Regions from separate parts of the Urocitellus parryii genome. Here region 2 is linked to region 1. A link is a contact called in public Hi-C data. All regions are on one chromosome and are shown on one strand. Each heading gives the region's core, a stretch centred on a gene start, on an enhancer-like site or on the middle of the called end of the contact. The rest is flanking DNA. Distances are from core to core; before and after follow the strand shown.

Region 1 (7,334 bases), core at 2,305-4,804:
GCCCATTTGGTCTTGTTGCTCCTCGATTAGCCATGTCCAAATTTGAAAGAAGTTTCTAATTTCAGACTTCTAAATGCACTTCCAGGATGCAAAGTGTCAATTTTTTTTTTTTTCTTTCTGGAGGTCAAGAAACCTGTGAAGAAACACATATAAATTAAATATATGAATCAGTGAAACAAAGCAAGCCTAGTACTCATGACTTTCAACTGGACATTCAATGCCATTTACTTTATTTTACAATAAGTAATTTAAAGGCATAAGATTCAAGTACCTTGATCACTTTGTAATTTGTAAAATCACTTTGTAATTTTCAGTGCTTTATTTTTTCTAAAGTTAACTTTCTTAGAAGAACATATCCACTGAACAATATAAAGTACAATACTTATAAATGAGGAAACTAAGGTACAGAAAAGTTAAGTAACTTGGCTGAGGTCATACAGTAACTATGACAGAAGTGAGACAGAGCTGAGTTTCAAACCCAGGCAACCTGACAGGTAACTCAAAGAGTTCAGTTTTTAAAGCTGGACTACATGGGTTAAAATTATAAATGGAAAACTTCTGCAATACAACTTAGAATTCAGTATTGGAAGGTCTCTGTTAAATATCTTTTTTTTTTTTTTTTTTTTTTTTTTTTGAGAATTTTAACATTTATTTATTTTTCTTAGTTCTCGGCGGACACAACATCTTCGTTTTTTGTATGTGGTGCTGGGGATCGAACCCGGGCCGCACGCATGCGAGGCAAGCGCGCTACCGCTTGAGCCACATCCCCAGCCCCCTCTGTTAAATATCTTAAGTTGATGATAATTTTAGGGCAACAAATATTTTAAAGCTCCCAAGTTTGTGTGCCTAGTTGATAAAACTAGCCTGAATAACAGATTCTATCTAATAATGCTAATTTTCAATCTCAAAGAAATCAGTGAATATTTGAAGTATTCTCTTTCAGTTTACCCACAAATCAATAGTTCACTCCCACCTTTAACGAAAATCTAAATATAGCCAGGCGTGTGGCACAAGCCCAGCAACTCTCAAGTTATTTGGGAAACTAAAATAGGAGGATCCCAAGCTCACAGCCAGTCTCAGCACCTTAGCAAGACCCTGTCTCAAAATTAAAAAAAGGACTGGGGACTGTGGCTCAGGGATAAGCACCCCTGGGTTCAATCCCCAGTGTGTGTGTGTACATAAACACATCTAATTATATTCTTACTAATAAAATACATTAAGTTAATGATTCCCTCCTAAAATCCTTGCTATATTTCATTTAGCCACCTAATAAATTTGCGTTCCCCACAAAATATTTTATATAAGAAACACCTTCAACATGAATTCATCATTAAAATATCCATGAGATTTCAGTTCTTAAGACAGCAAAATCACCTTTACTCAAATGCTAGCGCTGAAGAATCCTTATCTTTTACCATACATGCTGACATATTTACAGTTGAAATGATATGATGCTTAAGTTGCTCCCAACCAATAGGATATTAATAAAACTACCAATTCACTTCACCCTCAAAAATATAACAGATTTGGGAGTCTAATCTTGGCTATACCAATTTTTACTTCTTTAAATTTCCAAGGCTCTATTTCCATAATACCCAACTTGCAAAGCTGTTATGAGAACTGAAGGAGACAATATATGTAAATAACCTCTAATACACTGCCTACTATATAGCAGTTTATGAAACTGGCAATTAAAGGTAGCCCTTTGATAAAACAATGCCCATACATCAATATTGTCATGCAGAGCAAAAATGTACCCAACTCTCAAGACACACATATTATCAATTTAAACACTTGCAAATTTAATCTACAAAACAGTAAAAAACTTATCAAGGACAACATGCTCCAAATTTCTATGACACTTCCAAAATTCAGGGAAAATAGGAGATTCCCAGAGAAAAATCAAAAAAGATTCTCATTTAGCTTTGCTTTTTAAAATAAAATGCTATCGAATCACGAGTACTCCTAAGGATCTCAAGCAGAAAACAAACTATATTTAATTATATAGTTACGGTAACATTAAGGTTAAAAATTACATTCAAGGGTTGGGGTTGTTAACTCCATGGAGTGCCTGCTTAGCACACAGGAGGCCCTGGCTTCAATCCCCAGCACCACACACACAAAATTATGTGCAATCAATCAAATCACTTGTACTCACTACTGAAACTTTTGTTCTTCAAAAGGAGGATTCTGCATAATATGTATTTCAAATTTTTAAAAACCAACGTGAATTCGGTACTTAAAAGTCCTTTTAGGTGTTCTTCAATCCAATACTTTGTGGGCATTTAATTTGTGCAGAGACTGTTCTATGTACTTCTCTTGCAACAATCCTGCCAGTTCAAATTATCTCTATTTTACGTTAAGAATAAAGATTCTGGACGGTCCTGAGTATTCCCAAATACACTTGGGTAGCTTTTTCGTATTAGGTAAAAGGCAAGCTGATTCCATTTCAGCGAGACAAAAAGTAAGTATGTGAACTATGACGTTCAGCGTTTAAAAGGTCTGGAAGTCTCAGGGAGGTAACCTGCTTCCAGAGAAGAGAATATTAGAGCAAGTTTCATGGTTTCTGCCTTCTGAGGGAGTTCAGAGGCCCAATTGTCTTGAATTTCCTTAAAGCCGCGGTTCACCACCTGCCCTAAGATACGAAAAAAGTCTCGGACCAGTTTATTTTGACCAGCCTCCCATCGCTTCCATTACCCGTCTTTGGAAGTCGCAGGTAGGCGGAGCTCCCCAAATCCACACCTGCTGTAGGCCCCGGCTCCCGTCTGGAGACCACCTGAGTAGCTGAGAGCCAAGCCCGGCTGGCTGGCGCGAAGACACGCACCAGCCCCTTCGGTGGCCTTTCTATCCTCCCCTGACCTAGCTTTCACTGCGACCCTTCGGACTGCCAAGGCAGGGGGCCGGCGGAACCGCGGCCTCCAGGACTCTTTCCACGGCGCCATCTTGAGAAGGGAAGAGGGTGACACCCGTCGCTCCCTGAGCTAGTCCCCAAATCTCTGTCTTTGGAGCTCCTTGAGGGATGAGTCACCAGAACTGGCAGGACAAGGCGCCGGGTTCAATAGCTCTCTGGTCCAGAGGGATGATGCGCGAGAGGGAGGAGGGGCTGGAGGCTCAGAGCGCGCAGGGCCGCGGACAGGCTGGAGACCGCGGATAACCTGGGGTCCCGGGCCGCTCTGCGCAGGGGGAGGGGCGGCTTGGTTACCTGAGACCGCGCCACGCGGAGCCGCGGGGCCGCAGCTTCCTGGTGTTAAGGCCCAGGCGTGGCCCGAAGGACGAATGAGGCTGTGGCTGCGGCGGCGTCTCCTCCTCGCGCCGCTCCCCTCACACTGGACGGTGAGGAGCTGGAGCCGTGGTGCCGCCCCTGTCGGGCTCCGTCTCCGCCTCTCTCCGCTCCGCCTTCCTCCTTCCTTTCTCCTCCTCCTCCGCCACCGCTGCCGGCGCTCGAGTTCCGACTGATTCTTCCTCCTCCTCCCTCCTCCGCCTCCTCCCCTCAGGCCGGCCGCCGGCTCCTTCACAAACCAAAACACAAACACTCTGGTCCCGGCGCTGGAGCCACTTCCGCCGCCCAGCACCGACCCCGCCGCCACGTCGCTGCACGCAGCGAGCTACGCCACTTCGTCACTTCCGCCGTCGCTTAGTTGCCCGCACCTCCGCCCTTTCCGATCCCTCTCCGCCAGGGCCTGGGGGCGGGGCAGGGCGGGGCGACTGTCACGTGAAGCCTCCGAGCCGCCCGGGAGGGATCGGCTGTCTGTCTCCGCCTCCGCCTCCGACACCCCGGCGCGCGTCCCCGCCCTCGCCAGCGCCATTGTTATCTGGGCGGGGATCGCTGGGTTTGGGTCCCGGCGGCAGGACGGACTATCTCCCACGTTGTTCTGCTTTCGGAGAAGACCCAAAGCCTTTGTGTTTGTTGCGCTCAGCCTCTGTGGGGCGGCGAGATGAGCCCTGAATATTCGCTCACAGACACCCCCCCCACCTCACCCCACCTCATAACATCTCTGTCCTGGCAACTCAGCAAAGGAGCTTTTTTGAGGATCTTATCTAGTAGGAGAGGTACCTCCCCTCAATACGTCCCAGGGGATCAGTGGATCTGGAAAGAGCAGTGAATTGTGTTAACTATTCTGGGGAGAATAGGACCTCCCCATCCCAAAAAGTATATGTAGAGATGGTGAAATATGAGAATAATAACGAGCTTTTTTGGGGGGGGGGATATTTATTTTGGTAGAGAGTAGGAAGGGGCAAATCCTAAACCAATAGTTCGCTTTTATTAAGTTTCCCTTAGAGAGTTACTGTACCAAAAGCTCTACAAAAATTATCCCATTTGATTCTTAACACTGCGATTCTTTCATTCGGAAACCAGCTCCTCGCCTATCTCCCTGCATTTGGATGTTAACCTCAAAAGTCATCCTCACCGCTGTAAACCCATGGTTTTAACACACTACCTGGCAGCAGGGAAACCTGGGTCATGGTTGTGGAATTAATGAATGAGGCGTGCCTGCTTTACAGGTAAAAGAATTTGAAGTAGAAGAGATTGAGTAACTTGTCCAAGATCCCTGCCTATTTGTGATGAAGCTGGATTCCAACCTGGGGCCTAGCTCCAGAATGTGAGTTCTTAAACAGGATTCTAGTGAGAGACAGCCCAAGGTGTTCATTACCTTCAACAGCAGACCTACTTAAGACAGGCTCTTTGGGTTAATTTTTGCACCATAGTCAGTCTCTAGTGGGGTGTTTGAAACACAAACAAAAGCAATTTGATTGAAGAATGTTAAATTGATTTTTCCTCAGAATAAAGGCTACTTTTCAGTTTGCAGTTCATAATTTGTAGCCCTCTTGTGAGGACATAAATATTATTGAAGTACACCTCGGCTATGGTATTCTGTGGGTGCTCATTCAACATTGTGCAATCAAGATGATTTGAACCTTTCAACAGTCTCAAAAATCAACTCTCCAATCACCAGAAGAACAGAATGCGTCATATGGAAATGGTATCTGTGGCACTCTATCCCCAAGGGGTTATTCCAATGTGATATACTAGTCATGGTAATAGCTTATGCTCAGTCCCAGGAAGAATCAGGAAATAGGTTATGTCACATCAGTTTTGTCAACAGCATGTCCCAAACCAAACCTATTCTGATTCACACCTGCTTCTGCTTGGTGACTAACATTAACTGCTTCCCAGTCACTCAGACTTGGAATTGCAGCATCATTTTCAACTCCTCCTTGTTACACTCATACATCATCATTCATTCTTAGCACTAAAAATTCTCTAATCCCCGAATTTGAGGTCTAATCCCAATGTGTGGGCCATGAGAAGGATTCATATGAACTGAAATTAATGCATACTCCTGCTTCGTCAATCCTTTCTTTACACTTAAGCCTGTCACTTTCCTACTCAGAAATGTTCAATGTCATTTCCTTATTTGATAACTCTTCTATTTCTTTAGCTTCACTCTCCCCGAATTGTGGCATTGTCTTCTGACCACCAGTATGTATCCTGTGTCCCCTGAATATTGCTTATGTGTTCCCATTTTGGCATCTTTGGTCACTTTTTTCTCTACCTGAAACACCATTACTGTCCATAATGGCTAGACTTACTTTGGCCAGAATACCAGTTCCTCTAAACTCTAGATAGCATTTAAGTCTTCTTGTATTGGATTTAATTACCTTATTTCTGTAGTTTCATACTATGGAAGAGTTTTACTGCTTCCAAAGAGTTTTAATGCTTCCAAAATTGGCCTTATTTTATATTTAGCTTTTTATTTCTTTAGGATTATAAATTTTTAAGGATCAGGACCATCAGCTATTCATCATTTCCTCACAGAACTCTGGTTGATTTATTAGGGTCCTCTAAAGTATTTGTGAACTTAATTACATTTAGAATGATAAATATTGAACTTCAGAAAACCTCACAATGTCAGATACTGAAATTTATGAATTGCTAGAAACTCCCTATCTGAACATGCTAGAATATTGCTTCCGCATTCATTTCTGTCTACAGATTTTGTCTTTTAATTCACTTCTTCATAAATAGATTCCAAACCAGATATAGTGGCACACACCTGTAATTCCAGTGACTCAGGAGGCTAAGGCAAGAGGATCTCAATAGAAGCCAGCCTCAGCAACTCAGCAAGGCCCTAAGCAACTTAGCGAGACCTTTTTTCAAAATAAAAAATAAAAAGGGCTAGGGAAGTGGCTTAGTGGTTAGGCCCCTGGGTTCAATCCCTGGTACCAAAATAAATAAATAAATAAAATACATTCTACATTATTTTACAGTTTAATTATGTTTGGGTGGTGCTGACCCAGTGGCTAGCACCTCTAAAGATCTAGCAATAGTTTTGTTTTATTGATTGGTTGGTTATTCCCAAGCCTACTTACCATGTGCTGTATTTACTGGTAATTTTGGAGAAATTAAAATGCCACATAGTAGGAGGCTTGGTTATTATGGCCACTCACAATATGCCTGTGTATTTCTTTTTCCTAACCTGAGAAGATTGAAGAGGACTGATAATTGTATACATTTAATGTCAAATGTGAGCTCTTATAGATGACAGAATTTGTTAAGCAAGCTACAAAATGGATGGACCTAAATCAAGTCATATAAATTTGAACACTGCCTCTTCTCACCCTCAAATCTCCAAACACTAAATCACAAATTCCCAGTACCTGGCTTTTCTCACACTGCGTAGCACCACATAGCTTCTACCTTCTCTTCAGGAAATCTTTCTTCCCTTGTGTACCTGAAGAACAAATTTTTGTATAAATTGTAATAAATACTTATATTCATATTCCTTTTTTTTTCTTTTTTTTATTTGTAGTACTAGGGATGGAACTCATGGCTTCCTGCATGCTAGGCAGATGATCTACCACTGAGCTACATCCCCAGCTCTTTTTATTTTTTAAGACAGGGTCAAGATGAGTTTGAGGTCAAGTTGGCCTCAAATTTGCAATCCTCCTGCCTCAGCCTCCAGAGTAGCTGGGATTACAGGTGTGCCACTGAGTCTGGCTTTATATTTACTCTCTTTTTTTTTTTTTTTTTGCAGGGCTGGGGACTGAACCCAGGGCTTCAGGCATGCTAGGCAGTTCCTTTACCACTGAATTACATTTACCCTTTACATTTACTTTTTTTTTTTTTTTTTTTTGCTACTGGGGATTGAGCTCAGGGTTCCCACTCCCCACACACGCTTTTTAAAATTTTGACATAGTCTTATTAGGCTTATGGCTTTTGTAAGTTGCTGAGACTGGCCTCAAACTTTCAGTCCTCCTGCCTCAGCCTCCCTAGTCATTGGAATTATATACGTGCACCACTGCACTGGTCCTTTACATTTACATTAATTGAG
Region 2 (6,867 bases), core at 387-2,886, 200 kb before region 1:
AATCCTCAGACACTTCATAAAGGAAAATAAGGCCTGGGGGAAAAACATGCAAGAAAATATAAGATTTAATAAAATATTTGACTAACAGAGATGAAGATATCCTTTATGATAAATTTGAAAATTGTATGAGTGGATTGTTGTTGGAAACCAGACTTTTTTAAAAAAATATATCTTTATAATTTATTTTTACGTAGTGCTGAGGATTGAACCCAGCGCCTCCTGTGTGAGGCAAGCGCTCTACCACTGAGCTACAGCCCCAGACCCAGACTTTTTTTTTTAGGATAAAAATTGTCTATAAAAATGTTTAGCATGCTGAAGTGTCTGGTGTGCAGCACTGAAAGATTATTACACTCACATTTAAAATCCTCAATAGCATATTACACTGTCAGTGCATGTTTTGCTACTTTTAACTGCATGTAGAACAATTACTATGTACCATTTACTATGTTCATAACTTCCTGGAAGTTTTAGCATTCTGGAGTTTTAGTAATAAATGAGAATACTAGCATGTTTCTCTGTCCCAGTTCCTTTTCTTTATAGGTCTTTGTTATAGCCTGCTAAAATTATAAATAGTACTGCATACTTTAAAACTTTGAGGATCACCTCGACTTTCTTGTGTGTACCTATCTTAAATGATGCTCAGTTAAAACTGTGGGAAAGAGACAAGTAACTGAGTGACTTAATTTAATAAATGAATAATTAGAGAAAACAAAACCCAGCTATGTATATAATTGCCTCTAAACTAATGCTGCAAGCCTAAGTACTAAAAGTTGACCGTCAACATTGTAAGAAACAATAATAATAATGGCATCAAAATTTAATAATAAGCCAGATATGGTGGTACACGCCTATAGTCCCAGCTACTTGGGAGGCTGAGGCAGGAGGATCACTTAAGCCCACTGAGTTCAAGACCAGCCTAGACAACATAGGGAGACTGATTCCCCAAATAAAAAGGAAAAAGTAAAAAAAGAAAAGAAAACCCAACAAAATATTATTTAAGCATTTCACATAGTGCATATAATATAATAAGTCTCCAATGATTATCTGGTAAAGAATGAGTAAGTTGGGTCAGACACAGTGGTACACACCTGTAATCCCAGCGACTGGAGAGGAGGCTAAGCAGGAGAATATAAGATTGAGGCCAGCCTGGGCAAGAATGAATAAGTAATATTATGGAATCTTTGGATTGGAAATCAATATTCAATAAAGCTTTCATATAAAGTGGCTGAAGAGGAAAGAATTATGTCAAAAATATTGAGATTTTATAAAGTTTTATGTGCATATAATGAAGATGATTCTAACATCTGATTTTTTAGTTTGTGTTTTGATAGGAGAATGCTTATATGTTGCCCAGGCTGGCCTTCAACTCATAATCACCCATGCCTCAGCCTCATGAACAGCTGGAATTACAGGCATTGGCCATAGCACCTTGCATTAATGAGATTTTAAAGCTGTAAAATCTATGTTATAATCGGGTTAACCAGCTACCTACTTTGAGCTAATTCTACAGTTAAATCTCTACTTAATCCCTTACTTATGAACAACCTGTATTTTCAGTTTTAAATTTTATAATTGATACTATTGTCTCTGGGAAAAATTACATATTTTTTATTGTTTTAAATTTTTAGGCAAAAGATGGCTAAGGAAAGGTGCCAGAAAAAATCCTTTCAAGATAGTCTTGAAGACATAAAGAAGCGAATGAAAGAGAAAAGGAATAAAAACTTGACAGAGCTTGGCAAACGCAAATCCTTCATAGCTGCACCGGGCCAAGTACTCAGTAAGAGATTTTTATGTCATCCTTTTACACCACTTTTAAAGTTTAGATTTAATAACTGATATATTTATTTTATCCTCTTTTAGACTTCACTTCTACACTGCTGAAAAGTACCCAACAAAACAACAAAATGTTAGTTTTAGCTTTGGAAAATGAAAAATCCAAAGTGAGGGAAGCCCAAGATATCATCCTGCAGCTGAGAAGAGAGTGTTACTACCTTGCATGTCAGTTATATGCATTGAAAGAAAAACTTGCTTCACAACAAACAAAAGCTGCTCAGGTATTTTTATTACAAAGGCTGAATTTCTTAGGGGGGAAAACATGAATAATTTGTTTAGATCAGTTTATTATTTAAATTAATTACAGATATCTCTGTTATTAGTGAATTGTTTCTTTTCCATGCTCCAGCACAGGTATTATGTATGGCCAGTTAAGAAAGCTTCAGTCATACAGGTGATTGAAGGTTGTACCTATCTAACTTGGTTTTGAAACAGGTAGCAAGGCAACTTGCAGAAGGTATAATTTAGCCTTTACACTGTTGGTCCCCTTCCAATATTCAACTAAGTGAATAAAAGGGCAACTAAGCTAAAGGCTAAAGTGTGCTAGTTGAGTGGACTAGTCCAAAAGTTTAAATCAGTGCTAACTTGAGTTTTATCTTTCCTATGTAGTTTTGCCATCTGGTGGGGTTTTATAAGAATCGCCTTTATTTAGGGCATGGGGAGTATTTAAATGCTTTTTGGAGACTCATTTTCAACCTACTAGTTGGCTAAATAAGGAAGAGTATCCTTAACACTTAGACAAGAAAAATCCTGAATATTTTGCTGAGCAAATTTTTAATCTGATTCTGTTTGTGTCCAAGGTTGTAAAGAAGGGACTCAAATATGGTTCTGCCAGCCAAAATATAATAGACATGGACAAAGTTTGCTTTAGGATATTCTTTGTGTCTCATTGTATGATAATCCTGAGAAGAATAATGATGAGCCAGTTTCTCCTTCCCTTTGTCCAGAAGCCACTGCCAGGCAAATTACATGAGGCAGAGAATGAGAAAAGCAGTGGTGAGTGTCAAGTGTTAACAGGTCGGTTTACTTTCTTTCCAGTGGCTGTCTATTTGCTGTTTGAGTGAAGACAGCCACATTGGCACTTGGGCCAGATAAGAAAGTCAGACTACAGTGGTTGAGTTAAGACTATAGGGGTCACGATTTGAGAAAAAGAATTAAAATCACCACTCAGTTGATAGAAGAAGTTAGTGAATGATTCCTTATTTTAATACATATGACATAGACACATGTGTAAATATATACATATATATATACATGTATGTGAAATATACATATAAATGTTGAAAATTGCCTCTATAAAGATTAGATATGGGACTGAGGTTCTGGCTCAGTGGTAGAGCGTTCACCTAGCACATTTGAGGCACTGGGTTCAATCCTCAGCACCACATTAAAATAAATAAATAAATAAATAGATAAAGGTATCTGTAACTAAAAAAAAAAAAAATTAAAGGATTAGACATGATTTCTTCACTTTTGTGTAGAGATAGATTCTATTTTTTAAAAAGTTTTTCCTTCAGGATATAATCTTAAAATTTTCTTTTCTTTTCCTTTTTTAGTCAACTAATAGGGGAAAAAAAATTCCCCTAAAGGCATATGAATCTTCCTCCTCCCTTTCCAAAGTTTTTGCTGAAATCACACAGAAATAGTACAAAATGAATACTCAGTGACATCATTGCAAAAACAGTGGAGAGAGAATTCTGTCATTTTTAGGCCCTTTAACATTTATCAATGATTTTTGACCATTAAAATGTGTTGTTAGTTGCTAAGCAGATGGATTCTTAGCATTTAAAATATCCAAGCTTATTTTCCATCATATACTTATTACATGTTGTCACTCATTCTCAACATCAATCCGTACTTGTGTTTCAGTGTTTAAGTCAATTTAGCAGTTACAGAAAAACTTAAAATACTTAAAATTGCCTGTAAGTAGTTAGTCTACAAAAATTTCCAAGTCTTTTGTTCCTAAGTTTTATAATGTATCTTCTTAATATTACTGTATAGTTAAATATTCCTTTCTCCTTTATTTACATTGATTAATAATACTGTTTTCAAACATTATTTATTTGATATTAAATTGAAAATTTTTCACAAGGATTAATTTCTAATGAATAGTTTTAGCCTTTTAAGTAAAAAGTCAATATATGTTCATCACATTTTAAAAATCAATTGAATTGAATTAAATTAGAATGATATCTTAGGAATCAGACTGGGACTCTAATTAAAAGCCAAGCCTAATGCCTCAATTCCATTCTTCCCCCCTTGTTTAGGACTGTGCTCCTGGAAATTTGGTCTTTCCTCCCCATGTTCCGCCTCCACTGGATCAATCTAGCCATCATACAAAGGTGCTTTAGTATTTCTTGTCTTTAGAGGAAAAGGAAAATAAATGAAACCTCTCCTGGTCACCTATCTCTCTCCCTCCTCATGTCTCTACTTCCCTTCCCAGCAGAATTTTTCCAGAAAAAAAAAAAAAAAATACATCCACTGCCTTAAATTCCTCACCTTCCATTCACATTTCAGACCACTTTTATCTGGCCCCTATTCCTACTATTCTATTTTTGCTCTGTATCAAGATGACCAAAACTTCCACTTTAACCAGTTCAGTGGTCACTTCTGTTTCTTGACCTAGCGATCATATGCAACATAGGTGGTTCTTTACTTGAAAAGTTTGTTGTTCTTAGATTCCTTGACATTATCCTCCACTAGGTTTCTTGTTGCCTTTCTGACTGTTGCATGTCAATCTCCTTTACTGGCTGATGCTTTATGTTTAAATGCAATTGTCTAGACTTGACTCATCCTTTCCATAGCTTTATATATTGTCTATCTGCTGGTGACTTTCAAATTCATGGCTCAAGACCTAAAAACACATACACACACACATACACAGCTACTAGATATCTCCACTTCAAAGTTTAGAATCTCAAAACATGCTTTCGACAAAGCACAACTCTTTGCTTTCCCTCTCCCAGATTTATTGTATGCTTCCATCTCCCTCAATAATTCTTGCTCATCTCTGTAAAATAGCTTACTTCTTTGATCAGGCCAAAACCATAAGAGCTTCCTTCTACCTGCCCTCACCTATATCCCTATTCAATCTTTATGCATGATTTATTATCTCAGAACCTTCCAGTGGGATTCACCACCAAACTCTTTCAACCTTTGGCCCCTTTTAATCCATGCTTCACACAGTGAGTCAGACTAATGGTTTGGTTAGGTTTGGTTTGGTTTGGTTGCAGTACCAGGGATTGAACCCAGAGCCTCACACATGCTAGGCAAGCACTCTACCACTGAGCTGCATCCCTGGCTTTTTTTCTCCCTAGTAATGGGGATTGTACAATCATTACTTTACTCTCCTTGAACTATTAAGACCTCTGCATTTTGCCACACAGAGGAGACTGACATGGAACAATCAGGAATGTAAAAAATAAATAAATACATACATACATAAGGGAATATGATGCCAAGAAACCTAAGACATGATCGTTTTCAAGTAAAGGGGAGTTTCCTATCTCTGAACTACATTCCCAGCTCTTTTTTATTTCATTTGATCCTGAATCTCACTAACTTGTCCAGCCTGGCCTTAAACATGGAGTCCTCTTACCTGGGCCTCCCAAATCACTAGAATTACAAGTGTACATCAATGATCTTTTTAAAGCTTATCATTTTATTTCCCTGCTTAATATTTAAATCACTTCCTATCACACTTAGACTGAATTTCAAACTATGGCTCCCAATGCCCTATGTTATCTGGCTTTCCCATGTACACCACCTACTGTTCTCAATGACTATGTTCTAGCCACATTGAACTATTTTTCTAAAACACAGCAACATTATGACTTTTATATTTGCTCTTTCCACTGCTTTTTTCCTTCTTGTTTTCCTGTTATTTCAATAGCTAATTCCTTTCCTGTCTTCACATGTTGGTCAAATTCACTTTGTCTTAATTTAATTTTCATTACTGCCTGTCACTTCATTCTGGAATTTCCTTCATAGCACTTAGCACTATCTAAAATGATCTATGTATCTTTCTTTTTTTTTTTCTTTCTTTTTCTCTTCCTACTATAGAATGTAAGCTTTAATAGGGTAGAATTTGATCATTTAGTTGGCATAGTCTCAATTCCTAAAAGTACATGACACCATAGTAAACTGTCAATAAGTGTATACTGTTGAATAAATGAACACTTTTTATAAATATGTCAATTTTAACAGTGTTTTCCTTTGCTTTATGCATTAACAGAACCAGGAAATACGTTCCTCTGAAATGGACTCCAATAGGGATGACAACACCAGCGATTTATTTGTGAAGGATTCACCGTTAGTATCATTACCAGGGTAATGATATTATTATTATTATGAGTATCAATACCAGTGTAGATTTAATTTTGTGATTTATTTACAAAAACAAAAATTGGTTTGATATTGACTCATATTTGGAGTCTAATGCTCTCTCATACTAAGAATATATTTAAGAAAATTTAATGTGAAGATTCTATTATATATAGCCAAATTAGAGCTTTCTTTGTCTTATATGTAGTTATTTCTAGAAATAAAGAAGCTTCACAAGAACTTTTAAAATATTTCCTTCAGTCATATTTTTCCCTGCATCAGGTTTTTATTCTGAGAATATTTGTAATTAAAATGAGAATATTTTACCAGTCCTAAAAATAGTCTGGTTTAGGAAAAATATATATAATAAAATATCATAGTTAACATCATTGTCACACCATCTCACTGATCCGATTTCTTTTTTTCCATCAGATCCTATATACCCTCTTCTCCTTCTCTTAGATCAAGGATACTTTATGCATGCTTATGAATTATTGAAATTTAATCATATAGTAAAATGGACAGATCTTTTTTTTTTTTTTAAGAGAGAGGAGAGAGAGAGAGAGAATTTTTTTTTTTTTAATATTTATTTTTTAGTTCTCGGCGGACACAACATCTTTGTTGGTATGTGGTGCTGAGGATCGAACCCGGGCCGCACGCATGCCAGGCGAGCGCGCTACCGCCTGAGCCACATCCCCAGCCCGACAGATC

What was found. Hi-C and Micro-C count contacts between places; a contact is called where the count stands out from the background.
Region 2: a Hi-C map of muscle shows a contact between it and region 1, with 4 times the contacts expected there. The contact joins the promoter of Sgo1 here to the promoter of Rab5a in region 1. A contact is called at or near these places in 2 of 2 Hi-C or Micro-C datasets (liver and muscle).

The regions. Positions count from the first base shown.
Region 1 is chr3:178,868,817-178,876,150 of mUroPar1.hap1, reverse strand. It overlaps Rab5a (RAB5A, member RAS oncogene family), which reads right to left and starts at 3,554. Exons shown (of 6, transcript XM_026395918.2): 1 at 3,203-3,554; 2 at 1-133. The coding sequence starts at 34.
Region 2 is chr3:179,066,503-179,073,369 of mUroPar1.hap1, reverse strand. It overlaps Sgo1 (shugoshin 1), which reads left to right and starts at 1,636. Exons shown (of 6, transcript XM_026395929.2): 1 at 1,636-1,777; 2 at 1,861-2,054; 3 at 6,068-6,144. The coding sequence starts at 1,636.